2 separate regions of the Anser cygnoides genome follow, and region 2 is linked to region 1. A link is a contact called in public Hi-C data. All regions are on one chromosome and are shown on one strand. Each heading gives the region's core, a stretch centred on a gene start, on an enhancer-like site or on the middle of the called end of the contact. The rest is flanking DNA. Distances are from core to core; before and after follow the strand shown. Region 1 holds the start of SAMD13 (sterile alpha motif domain containing 13). Region 2 overlaps TTLL7 (tubulin tyrosine ligase like 7).

Region 1 (5,756 bases), core at 2,333-4,832:
CAAATGTACTGGTTTTCATAAAGCTCTTCTTTTACTGCTAGGGAACGTACAGCTTGGTCCAAACCCATCCCAGGCCCAACTGCAATGGCTTCTAGGGCACCACCTTAGTCATTAACTAATCTCAGGAAATAATTGCAAGTTCCTCCCTCAAGGAGTAGCATGGCATGTGGCAGACTGTTGGAGACTGGCTGGATTTTAACCCATCTACCCGCACAGATGCTCATTTGGCTTCTAGACAGCCTCCTCCTTGCCCTGCCGTTGTGCATGGCTGAATTCTTTAGACAAGAAAGGGGAATATATTACAGCCATGGCTCAGCCGTACACCAGCTTTTGCCAGGCATCCTGGATGCTGTAAAACCTTAAGAGGGCTGGCATTTTAGGCTTTATAACCAGATACTAGCTGTACGAGTAATGAATAAAGATTTGGCTTGTCTGCTTTTCACCACTGTCCCCGTGGCTTTATTGCCATCATGTGGCAGAAGCAGCAAGGCCTGAAAGGACATAGCTGTGAACAGATTTTATCCCATCTATTTATAACGACTTCAGGAAAGTGCCAAATACCTCCTTTGTAGATATGCACACACGCTATTATATACTTTCATTTAGAAACCACAGCTTCCGATCAGTTTAATTACAATCGCTATCGGTTTTAAAAAAACACCACTGCAATTAGTAGTTGAACCTTTATCACGCAAGCCTCAAGGGAAAACGATTAAATGTAAACGGTCCTTGCTTTGACTGCTGTCGCTCTCCCGCCTGCCACGGAGTCCTGGTTGTAGAAGAAAAACAGGTAACTGGAGGTGGCTTCTGAGGGACACATACAGTATAACCTACACACAGTCCCTAAATAGGGGAGTGCATTTTATATTGGTGGGGTGTAGCCAATGTCTCAAACGAAGAGGAAGGATACCAATATTAATGGCCACCAGCAGATCTTTTGATGCTGTGTCATAATCAGGTGTTTCAACAGCATTCTGAATTGACCATTATTATTACTATTGCTTATATCATTTAGTGCCAGGGAACCTAAGCCTGATTATCATGTTTTTGTGGAAGGCTCCTAGCAAAGAGATATGAAGAAGAACGAGGTGCAGCTTCGTAAAGTGTTGCAGTCTGAGAGGACAGATGATGAACTCTCTCTAGTTCCTTTCTTTGTGTTATAGATCACCACAGCATCTGTAAGCCTAACACAGCCCAGCTGATTTTTCCACACAGAAATGCACTTTTCAGGTCATAAATTAGATTAGGACTAATAATCCTAACTGAAAAACTGTTGACCTTCAGGAATATGGAAATGCCCTAAAACAGTTTCTATCCCTTAGTTTGCAGTCCACCACACTGAAGAAAATTGTAGAGCAATGCACACCATGTCTTCGTCTTATTTCCACCCTAGGTCTGTAGTAGTAACCTAGCAGTTTAGGGCTTCTTCAGCAAACAGTTTAAAATATCTGTTTTCAGAACTGAAACCAAAGACACATGCTGTTGCTACTACTTCTCAGCTCAGGGAGGCTGGGTAGTCAGCAGAGAAATGTGCACACCTCTTTCAAAGAGAAATAGAGGGGACATCTTCCACATGGAACGCTTCTCCCCATCAGGCATTGGTTCCGTAAAAGCCACTAGCTGGAAGTACAGAGACTCCCTCGGGCATCATTTCCTGCTTTGACTTTTGCAAGTCCTTCCTCAGGAGTTTCACCGTTTCAGTCACACTGGATGGTGAAAAGAGCTTCCCCCATAAAAACTGACAGATGAGCAAGGGTAGAGTATTGGTTACAGTGCTATCACTTGCTCTGATCTCTGGTTGAAATGAGAAATCAATGCAAAAACGGATACTCCCAACTTACTAGTTTCTGCATCTCTCCAGTGCTATACAGTCCTCCCACATACCACTTTTAATTACATCAATGCCTGAGACTCTTCAATTTCAAAGCAGAAATAAAAGTAATTGAGAATACAGAAGGTTTGAAACAAACAAAGATGGAGACTCCCCACCCTTGCCAACCACATTAAGTCAATGAAAAACTACAATGAAAACTGATGTGCTGTTTACATAAACTGAACACTATGGAATCACTTACTTTTTGACATCCAGAGAGCCATTTTCCTTGTTTTCCATGTCAACAGTTAGCATGGGGAGGAGATTTCTTCAGCAACTATCAACAGGAGGGGAAAAGCCATGTTTAATTATTGGTGGTTATGAAAAGCGCAACATAACGTTAACAGAAACAAGCAGTATAGAGACACAACTGTTTCCACCTGAGAGCAAAAGCACTGTCAAAGACTGCTTTCGTCAGAAGCCTGGCAAAGCTGGTAATAGCTAATGAGCTAGGAAAAGTTTACCTGTGGTTTTAACACAACAAATGTTTCATGCCTGAAAATTAAGGAAGGTAATACCACATTTGATTTTTTTTAAGCTGATAAAATTTTGATGTAAACTATACACAGCGAGATTGACCTGCAATACGTATACAGCTAGAGCCCATATGTGCTTACGATGCCTTCAGTCGCCCTGCTATACCGAGCATCCCGAATTGGTGTACAGTCCTATCCCTAGTGAGGTTTGAAATCCATGTCTTTGTTTTACAAACGGGCAACCTGAGGCACAGATGAGCATCGTGATTTCTACCCAAGTCACACATAAAGCTGGAAAGCCGAGTTACTGATCGAGTCCAAAACTCCTGAGGCCTAATTCCGTACCTTATCCGTAAGACCATCCTTCCTGCACTAGCACAGCTTCTTCTGTGGGTACGCTGAACTCTGAAAAGGAAAGGACCGTACAAAGGACACAGGAGACAATCCCGTTTGTTTCCCTCCTCGTGTCGTGCCGGAGTGCTTTCACTGCACAGCGTTTTCCACCGCTCCAAGGAACAGGCAGAAACGACCCCAGCCTTTCCTTTCTGTTCTCAGAGAAGACATTTCTATTTCAGAGAGCACCAAAGAACTAACCAAGGGCTCAGGACGCTCCTGCTGTCGCGCTAATGGACGCCGGCGAAATGTCACAGCGCTCGGGGAAGTACCCAACAGGGAAACCATGCTCTTCAGCCACAACTTTGCAAACACAGCCGATAGCAATCAACACCGCTCAACAAAAAAAAAGAAAAGAAAGGACCCTTTATTACACAGGCACCGGCGCAAAAAGCACCGAGAGGGCAGTGACGAACTGATGGCGGGGCTCTCCCGTGCCGCTGCCCGAGGAACTCGCCCGGTTCACCCGAGGTGACCGCGGGCTGACAGCCGCGGCCCCGCCGCCCACGGCTGCCCCCGCCCGGCCGGGGCTCCCCGCCCGCTCCCGGCCCGCGGGGGGCTCCCGGCGCTGCCCCGCTGCCGGCGGGGAGGGCTCCGCGCACCATTTTGGGAGCATCTTCCGAGCCCTCCCGCCGGCGTCGTCGGGGATCCCGGCCGGGGGAAGCGAACACGGAGACACCTACCTAGGAGCCACTAAACCAAAGCATCGCTACGCGCTGCTCCGGCCCGGCGGAGCACCCCCCACCCCCCCCGCCGCCCCCGGCCGCCCCCCCGCCGGCAGCGGGGCGCTGGGAGGCGGCTCCGGGTGACACCGGGCGGCGGCCCCGCCTGGCTCCCGGCCCGCCTCACGCCGCCGCCACACGCGGCCCGCAGCGGCCGCCGCCCGCGACATGGCGGCCGCGTTAAAGGCGCCGCGCCTACCCGCGGGCAGAAGAAGGGCTTCAAATTGCTGTCAGGAAGGAGTTCGGCGGCCTGCGGGGGGAACGGAGGGTGCTGGGCTTCCTCGGGAAGCGGAGCGTCGCGGGGTCGGGGTGGGGGAAAAGAGAGGTGACAAAGGACAGCACGGCCCGGCCACCGCAGCCGTGGCACGGCGGGGACCCCGGGCAGAGAGGAGGTGCAGACAGGGATGCCCGAAGAAGGGCCGCGGCTCTTCCCTGTAAGCACCGCACTTCGTGGGGAGACTCACGGATTCCCAGGGGAGCCGTCGTACAGCGAGGTGCAACTCCAAGTGCCTACAAATGGCGAAGGCTGGACTACCAGGCATAAAACTTCACACAGAGATTAAAAAAAATTTGGCAATTTTCTCCAGCAATTGCTCCTTTTTCCCTGTAATACACTCATTTTTTATTTCTTCTCCCAAGTTTCCCTTGATCCAGGTATGCACCTTCTAATGGTATACAAGTGTGGCACAGATGACACGCTAGCAGTGCTCGGGAAATCCAGCGAGCAATACCAAGCGACGTACCCTGCCTTGCCCTCACAATAGCATCGCAGAGCAGTGCCCCAGCCACAGCTCAGATGCAGAGACCATTTATCAGTGACCACCCTTAACAGTCTGATTCTGTACAGATTTGTGGGATGTTTCACTTGCAGAATTTCATTTCAAATCAAACCACTCCCGGTCACACCCTTGCTGTTGGCTTGGAGGAAAGGGGGGCATGACAAAGTACCTGGGGGTTCGTGCAGAACAGACAGGTGACTTCAGCCTGCTCCCTGCAGAGTGGGTCTGGGCTCCGTGACACAAATGCCACCGTTGCACTGACAGACAGCCTGCTGGCTGGCCAAACAGGCATGCAGGCCTATCCCAGGCATGCAGTGCCTGTCTCACCCCCAGAAGCAGTCAAGCGCATCCTGGCTGCACTTGTGAATAGGGATCTGAGCCACCAAACTGTTGACAGGACGCAGCTACAAGCACAAAAAATCACAGGAAAAGTCTAGTTTAGCACAAAGGGCTGTAGACATGACCCCCCCCCCAAGCATTTCATTTTGCCTTAACTTATATGCTGCCAAATGAATAATCAAAATACACAAAAACTATGCAAATAAAGTGATGAATATTGATAGGTGCATTGAAAACTAGTAACAGTGTGAGTCTTCACTGCTTTGGACTTTAAATAAATGCAGATAAACAAGTTATATAAAGTATTAAACATACTGCACCCTAAAAAAAACGCTCTCTACTTCACATCCCAGTGCATACGGTAAAATCTGGCATATTTGTCTTGGACAAGTCACACACAGCAATTCTTTTTTGTTTCTTGAGAAATAAGCATTCTAAATGAGGCCGTAATGAGTTTTCTACATCAGCTGATTTCTAACTTTGGTAACGAACTGACATTTGAGGATACAAATATAAACCATTCCTTTTACTCACACTCTCCCTTTCCTTCCATCATGTTCTTCAATTAATCCTTAGAGTATTTGACGTGAGGCTCACAGCGTACATGTTCCATCTAAAAGACCTTGAACAGCAGAGAGAGGAATTTTAAGAAAACAGGCTGTGGAAAAAATTCAATGTGGAACACGATCTGTGGCTTGCATTTTCATTCATTGGAGTAATGTGATTTAATTAAAGCAAGATTATATCTGGAGGGAGACCATGCAGGAAACTGAATTAGGGGTTTTGTCTGACTACCTGCATCCAACTTCTGGCAAAAGCTATTTCCAGGCCATGTGAGAGCAAAGTGAGACCAGAGCTTGCTGATCGGCGCCAAGGGGTCAGTCCTGTGTGGCTCTCAGTCTCTGCCATTTCATACACACAAGTAGGTGTGGATTATTGGAAACTGCTTGATCCTGTCTCCTGGGTATTGGAAAATGCCAGTTTTCTGCTGAAAAGCTTTTTTTTTTTTTGTTGTCCCTGGCAGTGACAGTAGGACATGCAGACAAATACATCACATGGCTGGCATGGGAAAGCGCCACGGACACAAAATTCCAGCTCGCCCAGAGCAAAACAAAACCCTTTAGACCCTTATTCATCCTATGTAAAAATGTGGCTAAATGCGTCCATTGGGAAA
Region 2 (5,756 bases), core at 2,093-4,592, 140 kb after region 1:
TATCACTATCATGAGAACATTTCTCATAAATAAACTAGAGTGACAACTGAAATGTGGGATTGTCTATGAAATGGATGCCAAAGTGTTTTTTGCACTTTTAAAGTAGCACTTCGAAGTACTATCTTTATTGTTTGCTTCTTGTGAAATGTAATTGTTCTGTAAGTTATGATGATTGCTTTTCACATTTTTATGTAGTTGTTTACATATAGACCTGTAAAAACGGCAGATATATTTCCTAACGAGAAATTGATCGCAACTGGCTTAAATACAAGCCCAGATTTTGTTATAACATGGCTAGACCGTTCAGTATGTGAAAATTCCAAGAATTAGAAACATCAGAAACAACAGAACATCTGCTCACAATATATTTTCAGATATGAATTGTTTGACTATGTCATTATTGATTTAACATTTTTAAAAAATAATTTTGAACTGACTATTCCAGAACTGTATTTAAAGTGTTGTTCTTTTTTTTTGTTTGTTTTTGTTTATTGTGTTGATCTCTTCTCTCTCTTCTCAGAGCCAATTGTATATGCATCTGACTAACTACTCTGTGAATAAACATAATGAACATTTTGGACGGGATGAAACAGAAGACAAAGGAAGTAAACGCTCCATAAAATGGTTTACTGAGTTTCTAGAAACAAATAATCTTGATGTCTCCAAATTCTGGAATGATATTTCAGTAAGATAAAACTAATATGCTTTTCTTTATTTTGTCTATGTATATTCTTAAAAAATTAATTGCTTCTGCCATCCATTGCTTTGCTTGAATATTATTTTTGAAACTTTCTTAATCCAAATTCTCAGCAATGCACACCACAAGTGACATGCTATTAATGATGATTATATTTTAAAAAGGTGATATTCAGAGTTTGATTATAAATTTAATATTAAACTTTGTCTGAGGCACAAAAGCCCTTTCAACCAGTTAGTTATTCACGTAAGTAATATCATACACAGGAACAATCCCATTTAAACTCTCAAAAACTTTTCTAGCACTTAAAGCGAATTTTATGTGAGAACATTTACAAAACTGCAGTCAGTGCTGTGTATATCAGTGGATTGGAGCCTGCACCATTAAAGTCAGTGGGTGTGTTACAGGCATCTTCAGGTGAGGAATAGGACAAAGACTAACAGAGCTGAGGCATCATCTGTAATTATGATTCCTAGTATATTTATTGAAAACAATATTGTGAAGTGAAATGGGCAAAGTTTGGCTATACGATGCATTGTTCCCAGTATACCTTTAGTATTTAGGCTATCATGTATCTAAAAAAATGTATGTGCTATGGAATGTATAATAACACAATAGCTATTAAATATCTGTAAATAGATAAGAAAAAATCTGTTACTCAGTTTGAACGTTTATTTGCTATTTTAAGTCTTTAAAAAATCATTTCACTAAAGCATCTATGAAAGTATGAAACACATTAGTTCAATATATACTGGTGTCTTCTCTGCTGATAAATTTTTCTGAAAACATCCCTACAGGAGTTAGTAGTGAAGACTCTCATAGTTGCAGAGCCACATGTTCTTCATGCTTATCGCATGTGCAGGCCAGGGCAAGCACCAGGAAGTGACAGTGTCTGCTTTGAAGTCCTGGGATTTGATATTCTGCTGGACAGAAAACTAAAACCGTGGCTCCTAGAGGTAAACCTCTTTAAACAAATGAAAACTTTTAAGAGTAAAGTTAAGCGAGCCCCAGCTGAATCCATATCTACGTAAGAAAACTTCCACAGAAAATCTGTGTGTTACAGGAGGTACTGTTATTGAGTATCTAGATGGTACCTTTTCTGCAGCAGCCGTATGGAAACACTGCCTGGCAGTGATTTTGGAGACTCAGGTAAGGTAAATTGTTTTCTTGGAGGAATGTTGCATTTTAGACATTTGTGAAAGTTTTAATGAGAAATGTAATGTTAATCCCGTTGTTCTGGGTACATTGTATCTGAAGGATCTTTTAATGGAAACTGGGTAAGGGGTAAGACATGGGCTTCCCTCATGAATATGGTTCAGTATATAGCTCTGGCAGCTTGAGTGAATGTGTGATCCTAATCATTTTTTTGTTTTTGTTTTTGAATATGGGTTCTTTTCTTTTCCTATGGCTTTTGAAAGCACCCACATACACAGAGAAAAATAATATAGTATATAGGTGAAGCAATTGGCATGAATGGGCTGGAAGAAATGTTTCTCTTCTGATATGTTAATAGTATAGTGAAGCTTAAGCCTGCCCACATTTTTAACCAGCAATGTTGGAGGATTGTCTACTTTGTTCTTGTAATTACTCTAGTATTAATATATACACATATGGAATTTACGTACCTTTTCCAGATTGTCTTATTTCATTATGTTAACTGGCTGGGATGCTGTACAGCTGGAGGAAAAAAGCAAACTGTATTAAAAATGTGTCTATTGACAATAAATCATGAATATGATTGGCTACTGATGAGCAAAATGTACGCAATTAACTTACTGAATTACAGCCATGTTCTCAGATCTTTAATACTGTCAACAGTTGTTTTGTTGTTCTTATTTCTCTCAGGGGTTCGGTATAATTTTAATTAGAAAAATATAAATTCCTTCACTGTCCTCCATGCTAGCTTTGATGTCCTAGCCAAAAACAATTTGTGACATGAACTTCATCTGCACTTACATCTATATCTTCTCTTTTTGTGAAGTAAACTCTATTAATCCCTTTAATTTAGCTCTACGCTTCCAGGTTATCATCCATAGGTTGTCCATAGCTTGCATATAGGTTGTTTAAATACAGACTGAAGTTTATCATTTATGATAAGGTAGTCTCAGAGGAGGGTCTCTATTTCTAGATTCCTTGTTTGTGAAGGAGGGATCTGGCAAAGTAATAAATGCTGCTTTCGTATTTGGGGTTGCTGGAGAATACTTCAGGACTTGAGGAGTTGTGTACTTGGTTATTATTTTTTAGTATAGAAGTTTATTTCTTCTGCTTTTGATGATACAGGTATCCTTTAACGTATTTTGCCAGAAGTTGAGCTTAAACTAACAGAAATTTCAAACTTTAAAACTTATTAAATTGGTTTCTGCACTCATCCACAGATTTTCACTGTGCTTGTTCATGCTTTTCGCAGCCCTCTCAGTATAAACATGTAGTGTGTGTGTGTGTATAAATGTATATACCATATACAGCGTAGTATAGAACAACCTTACAGTGCATATATGTGTACTAGATATAATAATGTGCATCTAGTGTGTGTATGCACACGCTGTATATAATAATAGTATATATGCGTATATTTCTTCCTAAAACAGTTCTGGCTTCTTCTCCAGCTTTCCACTCTTATCTCTTTCCACCGTTTCCCTCTTGCCAAAACCCCCTCCAGGGAGTGAATCATTCTTTCTAACAGTGGTAACAAGTACTAATCACAAGGCCCTGAATGTTCCCAGTGTTATGGGAAAATTGCCAAAACAGGATTAGGATGGTAAATCTAGTTTCTTATTTCCATAGCTCATGTAGCTTTTCTGTTATAAAGATAGCTTAATAAACTATTATAAGAAATAAATTGTCCAACATTATAATAACTCTGCTTTCCTGAGATGACTTTTATTTATATTCCACATTATACAACGTAGCTCTCCTCCTTGATGCTACTGAACTTCCAGAACCTTCTACCGAAGTGAGAGCTGAGGGAAATGCATGATTGCCATCTTGTGGCACCAAATGTCTCTGGCAAGCATCTGTACAGTCCCAGCAGCCTCCATCTGAGGAGCACCAGCTACCTAGATCTCCCTTCTGTTCCCAGAAAATTCAATTTTACTGCTTTTGACCAAATTTTCCAAACTAGATTATTTTATGTAAATTGCAAAGTTATATAGTTGAAATCCTTGGATTTTAATAACTTATTTTCTCCCTTTTCCTAAACTAAGACCAAGCTGCCTGCTTTTTGTTTTTGCATCCATATTGCAACCAAGCCTCAAGTGCAGGGTACCAAGCTTCCCTTGTGATTTATGTGGCTGAGACAAACTTACCTTATATACAAATCCACGTTTTTTATTTACTGTAATTAAACTACTAGCAAAATATTTTCATGACTCTATCAATCCTGTTAAAATGTCATTGGACCTATTAGGTTAAAATTTCCAATTATTGCTAATTCCTATTAATGAAGTAGTTAAAGTTCACATACGCAAGTTTTCTGGTGTCTACTCTTTTCTTTTGTGTTATGCTTACCCTGCCTGTACCCCTGGAGATCCAAAAGGCCAGCAAGAAACAAGAGAGGTCTAGTTCTACATAAAAAGGTGGGTAGGTTGTTATGGCAAGTAGTCAGTGACCTGTGTTTTTCAGCAGGAAGAATACACCGTTGATGGTGAAGGTTTCTTCTTTGCTCTTAGCTTGTCTTAGCGTTAGTTTTAATCTTTTGCTGACACTGTCTATTTACTTGCTGTTCACTCACTGGCCAGCAATTCCAAATTATCTCCAAGTTTTACTGTTACTGGTTTGTTTTACACTTTCTGGATTGTGTTCTGTATTCTATTTGTTTTCCCTAAGCCCAGTTTTATCCAGTTCACAAGGTTGCATTCCTGTAGTGAACGCTACTTGGCCACGGCAATTGGCATATATCTCAGTGTCTCTAGGTTTTCAAGGGCTTTGCTGTCATCATCTGCTTGTACTTTTGGGGCCCTGTATGCAATCCTGTTTTGTCAAGTCATCAAGATGTGGCTTCCTGATAAAACTACTAGTGTCTTTTAGCACAAGCCGGTCATTTGTACATCCTTGGTTCTCGGGTCATTGGATGCTAAATAATCATCTCTTAGAAGACATACATATACAATGCTTTGGAAGCTAGTCATTATGAATACCTATTGTGGCGGTACCACTGGTACGTTATGAAGATTACTTTAGAGCACTGATGTCTTACAGATTAGTCAGCAACCATTTTTCTTGTCTGGAAACATGGGGTAGACACATGAAAATAAGGGACAGCATTTTCTTATTAGGTAAAAGCAATTTTCTTAACATAGCGTCTTTCCCCAAGGCTTCTTGAGACTGCTCACCAATGATCACGTGTGATAGAGCAAGACACTTTGTTCAGTATAGACAGTTTTTTTTTTGTTCTTATTATAAAAGTTATATAAAATAACATGCAGATATCAAAAAGCTGAGTATATAGAGTAATGGTATTTGCATTGCTTGTACTGAGCCATGAGTAAAGCCATGTGGAAATACGTCTCGTTGCATTTCATTGGCACTTGAATTGTTTCTGGGCTACCATAGTTCATAAACTTCCTGCATAAATGTAATCTTTTTTTTTGAGATTAAGTTTTGCATGTCAATCAGCAACATAGTTTGTGGAAAATGACCAACTTTCAGCAAAATAAAAAACAGGTTCAGTCATACCGTATCTCTCAAAGTGTGAGTGCTATTCAGAGTTGAACGCGGGCCAGCAATGTACACTAAGTGATGTAGACTGATCCATCTGGCACCTGTTGAGGCCCCATCCGGAATGCTCTGTCCAGCTTTATGCCCCAGAGTAATGGAGAAACACTGATAAACTGGAGTGAGTTCAGCAGAAAGCTGCTAAGGTGCTTAGAGGACTGGTGCACATGCCGTATGAGGAGAGGCAGGGGGAAACTGGGTTTTCGTAACCTGGAAAGGGAAGGCTTTGTGGGATCCACCTGCAGCCCTAAAATGGGCTTGAAGGAAAGACAAAGTCAAATTCTCCTCAGAGATGCCCAGTGCAATGGCTGGAGAAACTCAGGAATAGAGAACAGGGCATGATCTG

Evidence for each region. A called contact is a pair of places that touch in the nucleus more often than the background predicts.
Region 2: a Hi-C map of granulosa cells shows a contact between it and region 1, with 2.0 times the contacts expected there. The contact joins the enhancer-like site here to the promoter of SAMD13 in region 1. A contact is called at or near these places in 2 of 7 Hi-C or Micro-C datasets (granulosa cells and liver).

Annotation. Positions count from the first base shown.
Region 1 is chr8:18,951,461-18,957,216 of Taihu_goose_T2T_genome, forward strand. It overlaps SAMD13 (sterile alpha motif domain containing 13), which reads right to left and starts at 3,583. Exons shown (of 5, transcript XM_067001741.1): 1 at 3,426-3,583; 2 at 2,695-3,078; 3 at 2,076-2,150. The coding sequence starts at 2,128.
Region 2 is chr8:19,089,184-19,094,939 of Taihu_goose_T2T_genome, forward strand. TTLL7 (tubulin tyrosine ligase like 7) reads left to right here. Exons shown (of 23, transcript XM_048059162.2): 10 at 521-685; 11 at 1,495-1,653. Among named protein-coding and RNA genes, the nearest start is that of TTLL7, 33 kb to the left of the region's middle. Within about 2 kb of position 3,343, at least 1 of the 3 cell types and tissues checked has open chromatin away from gene starts, as enhancers often do.